Regions from separate parts of the Mus musculus genome. Here region 1 is linked to region 2. Evidence: chromatin contacts called from public HiChIP or PLAC-seq data. All regions are on one chromosome and are shown on one strand. Each heading gives the region's core, a stretch centred on a gene start, on an enhancer-like site or on the middle of the called end of the contact. The rest is flanking DNA. Distances are from core to core; before and after follow the strand shown. Region 1 overlaps Gm30032 (a long non-coding RNA gene). Region 2 has its middle 13 kb from the start of Gm36434.

The links. HiChIP or PLAC-seq counts read pairs in DNA pulled down with a chosen protein or histone mark.
Region 1: an H3K4me3 HiChIP or PLAC-seq map of embryonic basal ganglia shows a contact between it and region 2, with 3 times the contacts expected there. The contact joins two enhancer-like sites.

Annotation. Positions count from the first base shown.
Region 1 is chr5:112,109,046-112,114,240 of GRCm38.p6, forward strand. Gm30032 (a long non-coding RNA gene) reads right to left here. Exons shown (of 4, transcript XR_880589.2): 3 at 2,498-2,591. Among named protein-coding and RNA genes, the nearest start is that of Gm30032, 9.3 kb to the right of the region's middle. Within about 2 kb of position 1,331, at least 29 of the 459 cell types and tissues checked have an H3K27ac peak or open chromatin away from gene starts, as enhancers often do. A contact at or near this core is called in embryonic basal ganglia, where this site is marked.
Region 2 is chr5:111,674,138-111,679,533 of GRCm38.p6, forward strand. No RefSeq gene overlaps it. Among named protein-coding and RNA genes, the nearest start is that of Gm36434, 13 kb to the left of the region's middle. RefSeq lists an enhancer at 936-2,268. Within about 2 kb of position 3,829, at least 39 of the 459 cell types and tissues checked have an H3K27ac peak or open chromatin away from gene starts, as enhancers often do. A contact at or near this core is called in embryonic basal ganglia, where this site is marked.

The DNA of each region.
Region 1 (5,195 bases), core at 81-2,580, 430 kb after region 2:
TCAGGTATGAGGCATGGTCACCTCTGGGGAAGGTGGAGGTGACATTATCTAGGCCACAGCACCCACTCAGACTTGAGCAGCTGAGGCAGGAACAGCAGCTGGAGCCACACTGTGCCCTGGAACCCACCCCTGACTGGATGGCTTCCATGGCCAATAATACCGATGCTAGCCAGCCTGCCATGTGACAGGGACGTCATCACTCCTGTGTCCCAGCCAACAGTCTGATGACCTCAAATATCAAGCCTTCCCGATTGCCCGTTCCTGAGGGCAGGAGAACCCAACCCATCTGCGTCTTGATGAAGGAGTCATTGGGGTTCATAGGGTTCATAGCAATCCAAAAGCTTAACTGAGTCCCCAGACAACCACCAGGATGGTGACAGAAGAATCGTTCACTACACACATCTCACAAGACATCACTGAAACCTCAAAAAGCTCACACCAGTCGATATTCATTGCACCCAAACTACAGATGAGGAAACCGAGACTCGGTGAGTAGACATCACTGGCAGATTCTGATATCCACGCCAAGTCTCTGACACCAAAGGCTCTCCATCTCCCCAGCCCATCCTCAATTGGTCTACTCTGCTTTCCCTTCTGAGTTCCTACCACACATCCACGCCCACCTGCCACCCAGCCACCTGGCCATCACTGGTAGAGCCAGGATGGGCTGCTGAGTCAGGCTCTGCCTCTGTGTGTGACCTTAGGCAAGTCCATTCACCTCTCTGATTCTTCCTCAGTAGATAGGGAGTGTGAGCAGATCTGCTGAACACAGCTGGGAAGAGCAGGGAATCCTGGGATACCAGATGTTAGCATTTCTTCTAGGCTCCACCCCACAGTTACCTGGCAACAGCCAGGTGTGCTGGCCTCAGTATAAAAGGGGCTGCCTGCCCCCTCCTCAGCCTCTTACTCCCTTACTCCCATTCCCCTCCCCTCCCTTCTCTCTCCATGTTCACGGCCAGCCTCTACTACTCTCCCTCTCCCCCTTCCCTGACCCTTTCTCTCTACCTTTCTCTGTCTCTACTACCCCCTCAACTTCCCTCTCTGTGCCCTAAACTCTAATTCTATACTATGGTACCTCAGGGGAGAGGTGCACACCCACAGAGGCACCCACTTCCCCTGCACCATACCATGCCTCTACCAAACGTATCCCTGGGTTGCCTTTCTTTTTTATAAAACCCAACACCAGAGTCCCCAGGTCTACCCTGGGCCACTCTATGACCCCTCAAGTCTCCTGTCTGCAGCCCTCACTCTTCTGCCTCCCAGCTGATGAATCCAGAACCAGGTCTCATCTATCTGCAGTCCAGTTGTGTTAGGACTAATCTCGCCCCTTGTGGCGAACGGGGCCTCGCCCCAGGCATCACAGCAAACACATCCAGTGCCAGGAGGGTTTGATCATGGGAGAATGATGTCATTTGTCAGCGATGTCCGTCCGTGGTCCACGGCCCGATGCATTTGCATTCGGAGCTGGAAGCAGAAAGACCGGGTAAGATGCAGAGGAGGAAAGGGGGTCTGCCTCTGAGTGACTGGCATGAATTATTTCGACCTAACTTACTAATTAAGACCCTCATTAGCAGCCCAAATTTGTGATAGATAGGCAGAGGACCTGGCACAATGGTTTAATTTAATGATTCCTTGCATTTACTTTGTTAATCATCTTTAGTCTGATTTAATTTATGCCGATGTGACTGTCCTCATTTCTAATTAAGGCACTGATGGTGGGGACACCCGCCATCGCAGAAGAATTTCAATCAAGTCGCGCACAAAAGCAGATACCAGTGCTTACGACCTCCGAGATGGCAATTTGCAAAACCGGCTGCTTGTTGTTTTATTTCTGCCTGAAAGGTTGGGGAGGGTCTGGTCTTTGCCTGGGGCAGATGGTTCTCGCTAACCACAAACCTTTATAACCATCGATTTTTTTTTAAGGCTCTGAAGAAGAAAACAAACAAACAAACAAACAAACAAAACCTTAGCACTTAAGTAAACCTTTCCAGGATTTACACACAAGGGAGCAGGGTCCAGAGAGGTTGAGGGGCTGGCCCAAGGTCACACAGTAAGTTAGCAAGCTTGGGAGGAGATCGTTTTAGAAACACTCTCACATCACCCTCCAAACCCCATGACCACCCACTTGGCAGACACAGCCTGATGCCCACCCAACAAACACACACACACACACACACACACACACACACACACACACACATACCTGACAGCTGCTAAGAGCCTATGGCCTGCCTGGTACTGACTTTCAACTCCCTGTGAATTCTAAGCAGTCCATGGTCTGAGTGTACACCTGATGCATGGGGCTTTCTCATATCCATAAACCATCCACACAGGGCAGTGAAGGACCAGACCCCACCCTGCCAGTCAGGGACATGGGCTCCAGCAGCAGAAGGCTGCCTAAATTCTCACAGCCAAGAAGCGAAGTTTGAACCCAGTCCACATGACTCCAGAGCCCACCCTCACGGGTCACCACTGCATGTCGGCAGCGTTGACATACCTGCTATGGCCAGTGGGTACCAGACTCAGTGAGGTACCTCACCTGATAACCACACTTCCATCCCATCCTGTGCTGAAGGCTCCCAGTCCCAGCCCTGGAAGGCAAGGATCAGAGAAATCATGTGATGTGCCCAAAATTGCACAGCAGGATACCAGTGGCCAAGCTTGGGGCCTTCCCTGACTTCCACTTTCTGACTCTGCCCCTCCCCCACCCCACCATTCCTGCATGCTGCAGTGTCTACCCACCTTCCCACCCACCCCACACCCACCCCATTCTAGTTCCTAGAACTCACCTGTGGGCTCCACTGATGGCCAAGGGTTCCCTTTATGCGTTTCCTTTTTCTAACGCCTTGCTCCACCCTTATCCCTTCCAATCCCCCAACACTAGGTAAGAGAGGAAGAAGGTTGGAGGAGAAAGGAGGTGTCCATATCAAGTTAAGCTGCTTCCTGCTGATTAGGGGCATCCTTGGGGCAAGTTTGATCTTCATCTTCAGGATACCAGCAACCAGCAGGAGGAGAAGGAGCAGGGGGAGCAGCAAGAAGAGGAGCAGGAGGAGCAGAAGGAGCAAGAGGGGGAGCAGGGAGAGCAAGAGGAGAAGCAGGAGGAGGAGCAGAAGGAGCAAGGGGAGCGGAAGGAGCAAGAATGGGGGAGGAGCAGAAGGAGGAGGAAGAGGAGGAGTGGCAGCAACATCCCCCATCACAGCCCCTCTCAGGGCTCTAGCATTTTTGCACCCACTCAAGAGTCCCCAGAATTCCAAATGTCATACATTTGCAAAAGAATCTGTAGCTAGCAAAATCATGCCGCTGCCAGAGCACGAGGCAAATCACAGTCAGCTGCTGCAGACAGCCCAAAGCCACCCCATGTCCTACACCTGGGATTATAACAAAAACACATTCCCATAACATTTCTGTGTTCGTTAAGAAACCAAGAATCTCACTGCAGGCAACCTGTGATAACCAGCTAGAATCCAGGGTTCCAGTTTCCCATCAATTGGTCGCACGTCCATCTGCAAGTCTCATCTCTTCCCTGGGCCTCAGTTTACCCAGCTACAAAGCATAGAGACTGGAAAAGAGGCCTAACTCGGCTGCCCATTGGCATGGCCAAGAGTTAAAGATAACTAAATAATTAAATTCTTGATTTTATTGTCCAAACACGTCTAACGCTATTCCATCCACCAGAAGATGAAGAAGCGGAGGATCAGAGGTTGTACAAGCTGCCTAAGGTCACACAGCAACATGAACATTCACCACTGTCCTTGGCTCCTATCTCCTGTCTCTCAGCATCCACTCCACCAGTCAACTTGACCTCCATGAAGTCCTGAGCATACCCAATTCTACTCCTTGCTCTCACACCCTTAATGACAACAGCTGTGTTCTTCCTGATTCCCAGCAATAGCCAGGTCTAAAATCCAGACTCAGGCGAGCACCATATTGCACTTGTAAGTGGGGGAACGGACCTAGTGGCCGCTCCTTAGGTCAAGCCTACAGAGTAAGCAAGAATACCCTGACTGAAGCCTGGTGGCCACTGCCTCTCCCTCGGAAGTGATGCCCAGGCCCATTCTCTAGCTCGGGTCTTCGAACTTCCTCCCTGCCCCTCCATCCTCAACAGCGATCCGTTCCCCTTCTAACCTCCTCCTCCCTGCCCACTCTCAGTCTAACCTTCTCCTCCCTGCCCATGCATCCCCCCCAACAAGCAGCCCACTCTCAATCTAACCTCCTCCTCCCTACCCACGCAGTACCCCCACAGCAGCCCACTCTCAGTCTAACCTCTTCTCTGCCCACGCATCCCCCCCACAGCAGCCCACTCTCGGTCTAACCTTCTCCCTGCCCATGCCTCTCTCCACAGCAGCCTGCTCTCAATCTAACTTTCCCCTCCCTGCCCACCCAGTACCTCACAGTTGGCCCACTCTGAGATCTTTGGTCCATTATCATCTACTAGGATGTCAGCTGTACCGCAGCCTCACGTGCCTCATCACCACAGCATTCCCAGCATGCATCACTGGTGCTTGTGAGAGACTAGGAAGTGGCCCCGGAAGAGCCCTGACTGGAATTCCAGCCTCGGCAGTACCTCAGAGGGAAGCCATAGCTTGGAGACCTTGAGTACACAGATGGCCCTGGCCCTGTTGTAAGGGAATCGAGCCCCGGCTTCCTGGTGGTTCTCACCCTGAAGGTCACATGAGTAACCCAAGCTCCCCTTCCCTACTGCACCCCAGAAATCAATCCCAGAGAATTAAAAGGTCTCAAGAAAGCACGTCCGCTAACCTAACATTTATGTTAGTCAATATAGATTTATTTAATGCAATAAATGACATAATTGGACTTTTATCTCCAGAATATATTTTCCAGGAGAACTAATATTTGAGAGTCCGTGGTCTGCCGAAGGATTCTTAGGTCCATGTTTCCCATGTTATTACTCTTGTGTGAGACTGACATTTAAACAGCTTAATAAATGAGCAGTTGTTTGACTTGTATCAGTTTCAATACATTGCAGGATATTAATAAAATGTATTTCATAAGCCAGCTCAATAGACCATGCCATAAAAAGCCAATGATTTATGGCCGATACAGTCGCTATTAGTTGGGACAGATACTCAAAATGCCATTAGGGTTAAAATAGTAATCAATCAAACTAATTAGAGCCTATTTTTCATATGCAAATATAATTAAGCATACATTTCTCCGGTAACTTTAAAGAGAAT
Region 2 (5,396 bases), core at 2,579-5,078:
GAGTGTCACAGGTAGGCAGTGAGACAGGAGAGCCACAAACCTATTTGCTTGTCAGTCATAGGTCATGGACAATTGTGGGGTTTTGCACTTTCTGTACTCAGTGCACAGGCATACACTGCAATTTGCACTTTCAGTCAAAGGCACGGCAGGAGTATAGCAGGGGCCCTGATAGCACAATGGGGATGAGAAAGATGATAGCCGGGTGAGTAACCTGAAGAGTGCAGGCCAGGGCACAGCAGCAGACCAACACATAGCAACAATGTTTCCCTGGACATAGCAGCAGTGCAGCCCAAGGCCTGGCAACAGTACCACAGCCCAGAGCACTGCAACAGTGTAACCCAGGGCACTACAACAGTGTAGCATCCTAGGGCCCAGCAGCACTGCAGCCCAGGGCACTGCAACAGCGTAGCAGCTCAGGGCACAGCAACAATGCAACATCCCAGGGCACAGCAGCATTGCAGCCCAGGGCATAGCAACACTTCAGCTAAGTGTCTCTCTTGTTGTAGCTAAACACAAGCCTACTACCTTGCACAAGCAGGCAAGAACAATAAGTTATATTTGAAAGGAAGCACTGCACACAAGCTATATTATGACGTTAGCGTGTGATATAAATTCTTGCTACTCCAGAGGCTGAGGCAGGAGGATTGCTTAACCCCCAGAGTTTAAGACTGTTTTGGATAATACATAAAGACCTTGTCTCCGAAAAAAACAGCAATATTTTAGACACAATTGTGTGTAGTCCACAATACTTTGTAAGGGTGAGAATGAACTCACTGTGTGTGTTTGCCTACGTGTTTGTTTGCTGTGTGTCCCAGGTTGGCCTTTAACTCACCACCTTCCATAGATCTCCAGGGCTGGGATTGCAGGTGTGAGCCACCAGCGTTTGACTTTGTACTTTTGACTTGTTGTAGGGTATACCAGAACTTATACAGAATTTCTTATGGGAGCTTTGATCTTGTCACCTGCAGAAGTCATAAAAGTTGCTCAGCAAGGTTCCCTATGATGTGGCTCCCCTGTCCCCCGTCAGTACAGGCCTGTGCAGTACAGCTGTTGGAGAAAGACATTGATAGTGGTTCTGCCTCAGAGAATGAGCCACAGAGTGGTAGCAAGCAGAAGGTAGAAAGGGGATGTCATGAGGCTTAGCGGGTGGCCATACCACCCTGCATTCCCTCAGTGCAAGGACCTCTGGCTCTGCAGCAGCCAATCGGGGCCTCTTGACCCGTGGTGTTCAGAGCAGTGGGGACAGCTGGGACTCATGGGGCCAGTGGGGGAGGCTGGCCAGAGTTGGAGAACCCCAGAAAGGCAGCCAGCAACCATCCAGGGATGGAGTGCCAAGGAATGGTAAAGAGCCCTGGGAGCTACCTGGCCCTATGACCCACTTCTGGGGTTATTCCATGTAAGGTAAACCTGGTGGCAATGACCCTGTGGCAGGCAGAACCCTAGCTCTCCAGGCTCCAGCCCTCTGGCCTCTCCTCATGTTTTCTGTCTGGCCAGCCATGCCTGGCCGAGCTGGGGGAACACAGGCCCCTTCAGAAGCACCTCCCACCCCCAGTCTGGGGACCAGCAGAGCCTTGACAGGCTCTGGAGGGAAGCGGGTCCCAGGCCCAGCTGTGTAAATGTTTTCGGTTTTCCTGCTGAGCCTCGGGCTTGAGTCTGTGCCAAGACAAGCCTGGCCGCAGTTTTCTTTGGCAAGGGTGAGGCTTGGGAATGTCGGGGAACTTTCCAAGAGGGATGGTGTGTCTCAGGCCCTGGGGTGTCTGGGTGTACTGTGCCATCCCTGAGTGTTGTATCCCTGTTAGATTCCCGAGCCAAGGCTGCCTGGTGGGAGGGGGGCTGCTCTCTCGCAGTGACCCCTTCCTCCAAGGAACAGTAAGGGGTGGCTGGAGGCTCCAGGCAGTTCCTCCAGTTGCCATGGTGTGGTGCTGCTGCTGATGTTGCCGGTGGTGGTGGTTACCAGAGTCCAGAAGAGCTTGCAGGAGAGGTGTGGACTCTCACTGGACCTACTCTGGGAAACACACCCATCTAACCATGGTGGGGTTCTTGCTTTGGCTTGGGTCCTTTTGGCTGGCTGTGACATCAGAGCCTTCTGGCTGGATCTCACAGGAGGGAAAGTCTGGAGGGAGGGCTCAAATGGCAATGGCTACTTCCAGGATTGGAACTGCCTAGGAGTGAGGCAACATGGAAGGGTGGGGACTGCAACAGGCAGGGAGATGGAGTTTGAGCTGGTTCAGCAGGGCAAAGTATCTTGGTTCTAGCTGACAGTGGCTCTCAGTAGGCATGATTATGGTGTGTGTGTGTGTGTGTGTGTGGTGTGCATGCATGCATTCGTGTATGTGCATTCATGCACACATGTGCATGAGTGTGCGAGTGCAGTGCATGCATACATGTGCTTATGTGTGTGCGTGCAGTGCATACATATATGTGCAGGTCTGTGCATTCGTGCCTCTGTGTGTGTGTGTATACATTTTCAATATTAGGGGTAATTCGAGGGCCTCCTCCTGCAGGCAAGCACTCCGTTACCATGGAGCTATCCTTACCTAGCCTTCCTTTTCACTTTTTTGGAGACAGGGTCTCACTAAGTTGCCCAGGTCAGTAGGGGTCAGAGTGTTCCTCATCTGGCCGTGCCCCAGTTCTGGTTGAAGTCGAGGGCCTCGGCATGGGGTGTTTACTTCATTCATTCGTTTATCAGTTCACACACTCACCACGCCTTTCTTTAGTCCTACCCTGTGCTGGGTGTCCTACCTTATACTCTGCTGGGTTTAATGAGGCTGCAGACAGGGTGTAGCTAAGCCACTATTATTTTCCATTACTGACATGGAATGGATATTACTGACATGCATCCATTCCCTACAGCACCCTGGGTCACACATGGCCAAGAAGGGGCTGGGAGTATAAAAGAGAATCTTAGGAATCTGTCTTTGGGGTAGAGCCTAGACTCATGGGTCTCAGTGAGATGCTCTAGCCTCCTACATGACCACAGGATTGACAATTCTGAGGTAACCTGTGTCATGGACTACAGTGTGACTGGCATAATAGTCTCTGTTTTCCAAGTGCCAGTAGCACTGGGACATGGGGTCAGAGTGAGAGTGGTGCCCACTGTGGCCCCCAGCCATGTGACATGTCCCACAGCCTCTGTTCAGGAATCAGGACTTGGCCTTCAAAACACTGAACTAGGACAGAAGGTACTGATTGAGCCAGGGAGGGGTACAAGCACCGAGTTCTCAAAGAGTATCTCTGGTTCCTTCCCTTGGTGACAATTCTTCCTGTGGGGAGTCCATGGCAGGTGTGGGTCACATCCCTCCCTGTGCATACAAGGTCTACAATGCGAAGATTTTGCAGAGCTCTGCCTTCAAAACTGGCACAAGCCAGCACCACTTCTCCATCACACAAAAGGAGAAACTGGGGTTCAGGCAGGTGAGGTCAGGTGGCTGATGAACACAGCAGGCCAGGCTGAGTCTTGTCTGAACAGCTTTAGGGTGCATGCACATGTACCCTCACAGTAGGAAAGTCACAGAACTGGCCGGGCCTGTCCATATGTCTCCAGCTATGATGGAAACTAGGGTTCTCTGCCCTCCGGTCCCTTTTCTGGGCAGGCTACAGGCCAGCACCCCCAGAATACCATCCCCACTCTGTGTCCCCCACCCCACCCCAAGCTCACCTTACCGTCCCCTCAGTGTCACAGAACTCTGAAATGATGGGTGTCCTCCAGGACAGTCCTGTGGCCTTGGCCAGACTGCAGTGTGGGCACCACCTGGGGGCCTCTAAGGAGCCTGGCGGGGATGGGAGAGAAGGCTCTTTCCAGCATAATGAAGCGGGAGGAGACTGATAGAAATGCTAATTTCATTACCCATGTGCATAATTACAGTCTCCAAGTTGGCAGCTTGCTAGGCAGTGACAGGAGGCAAGGGGAAATTTACCTAACTTTTGAGAGATATGTGTGGTGTGATTAATTCACTCCAGGCCACCGCACAAGACACCCAGAGCCCCCACCTTTTCAGTAAGACGTGGCCTCCCTGTCCACCATGGTCAGGTTGGACAAGCTGGAGAGTTGCCAAGATGACAGAATTTCGCAGGGTGTAAGAAGGAAGCGTGGGCAACCTGGTGGTGGGAAGACAGTCTGGAGGGCTGCCTGAGAGAGGCAGCAAGCTGGTCTGGAAGGACAATGGGACAGTTGGTTTGGGGGGAGGGATGGTGTCAGTTGGTGGTCAGGATGGATGGAGAAGGCTGAGAAGGCGTTGGGGTGCCTGTTCAGGTCCATGTGATAATGGGGTGTGAGCATGTTCAGTGGGCTGGATACTGCTGCCCTTGCTCAGATCATACCGCTGAGGGCTGGGAAGGGGAGGGCTTCTGAGCCCCATTTGGTGCCTGACCCAGGTTGGACACCCAGCAGGGGAAGCTGGGGCTCCAAGCAAAGACTCCTCCCCCTAAGATGGGGACATTTGGAATGTAAGCCTCTGAACAGGCAGGAGGGGCCCACAGGGGCCCTGCATTAACAAAGCAGCTCTGGCCTCCCCACCACATGGGGGACTTCAGCAGAGGGGTCTTGAGCAATGGGGGGGGGGCTGGAAATTCTTAATGAGGCTGGTGGTGGTCACCCCTCCCCCACAGCAAGACACCAGCTGCACAAACAGATCTGGAGGGGGAAACCAGAGGGATGCTGTATGGAAGGAGGGCAGCTGCTGGGGGTGCACTCTCGTGTGTATGTGTGTGTGTGTGTGGCATGTTTATGCATGTGTGTGTATGAGTATGTTGTATGCATGTGTGTGCATGCGTGTGTGTGTATGTGCACGTGTGTCTCTCTGTGTATGCATGTGTATGCATGTGTGTGTACATGAGAGTGTACTGTGTGCATGTGTATGCATATATGTGTGTGCATGTGTATGCATGCCTGTGTGTGTCTTTGTAGAATATGCCTCTGTGGTTCCTTAAGACCCTGCGGTGGCTCTGTGAAATGTGCACTCCCCTTAGCAAAGTCACACACTTGTGTGCAAGGCACAGGCAGAATGAGGATGATTCCAGAAGGGATCCCAGCAAACGTGTGACTGACAGGAGCCGGCTCTTTTTGACTTTGGAGAAAGGGATCAGGGGCACCATATTTTAGAAAGTGGGTGAGGTGAAAAGCAGGAGAGAGCTTTAAAGCAGCCGGTCATGAGTGGCTGGAGAGACTGAGGCAGGAGGATTGCAGATGGATGCCAGGGCACACTCACACCTCAGCATAGTGGAATACACTCTACCCTTCTACCCTGCCTTCGTTTCCCTGTTGTGTGCAATGGACAAGATGACTCAGTGGCCTCTCTGGTCTGTGTGGAGCGGAACTGTTGCAGTTTGGGGCAGATGAATCTGAGACCATGGGAACGGCAGGTTATGAAGGAAGCCAGGAGGCTGCTCTGTTGGGG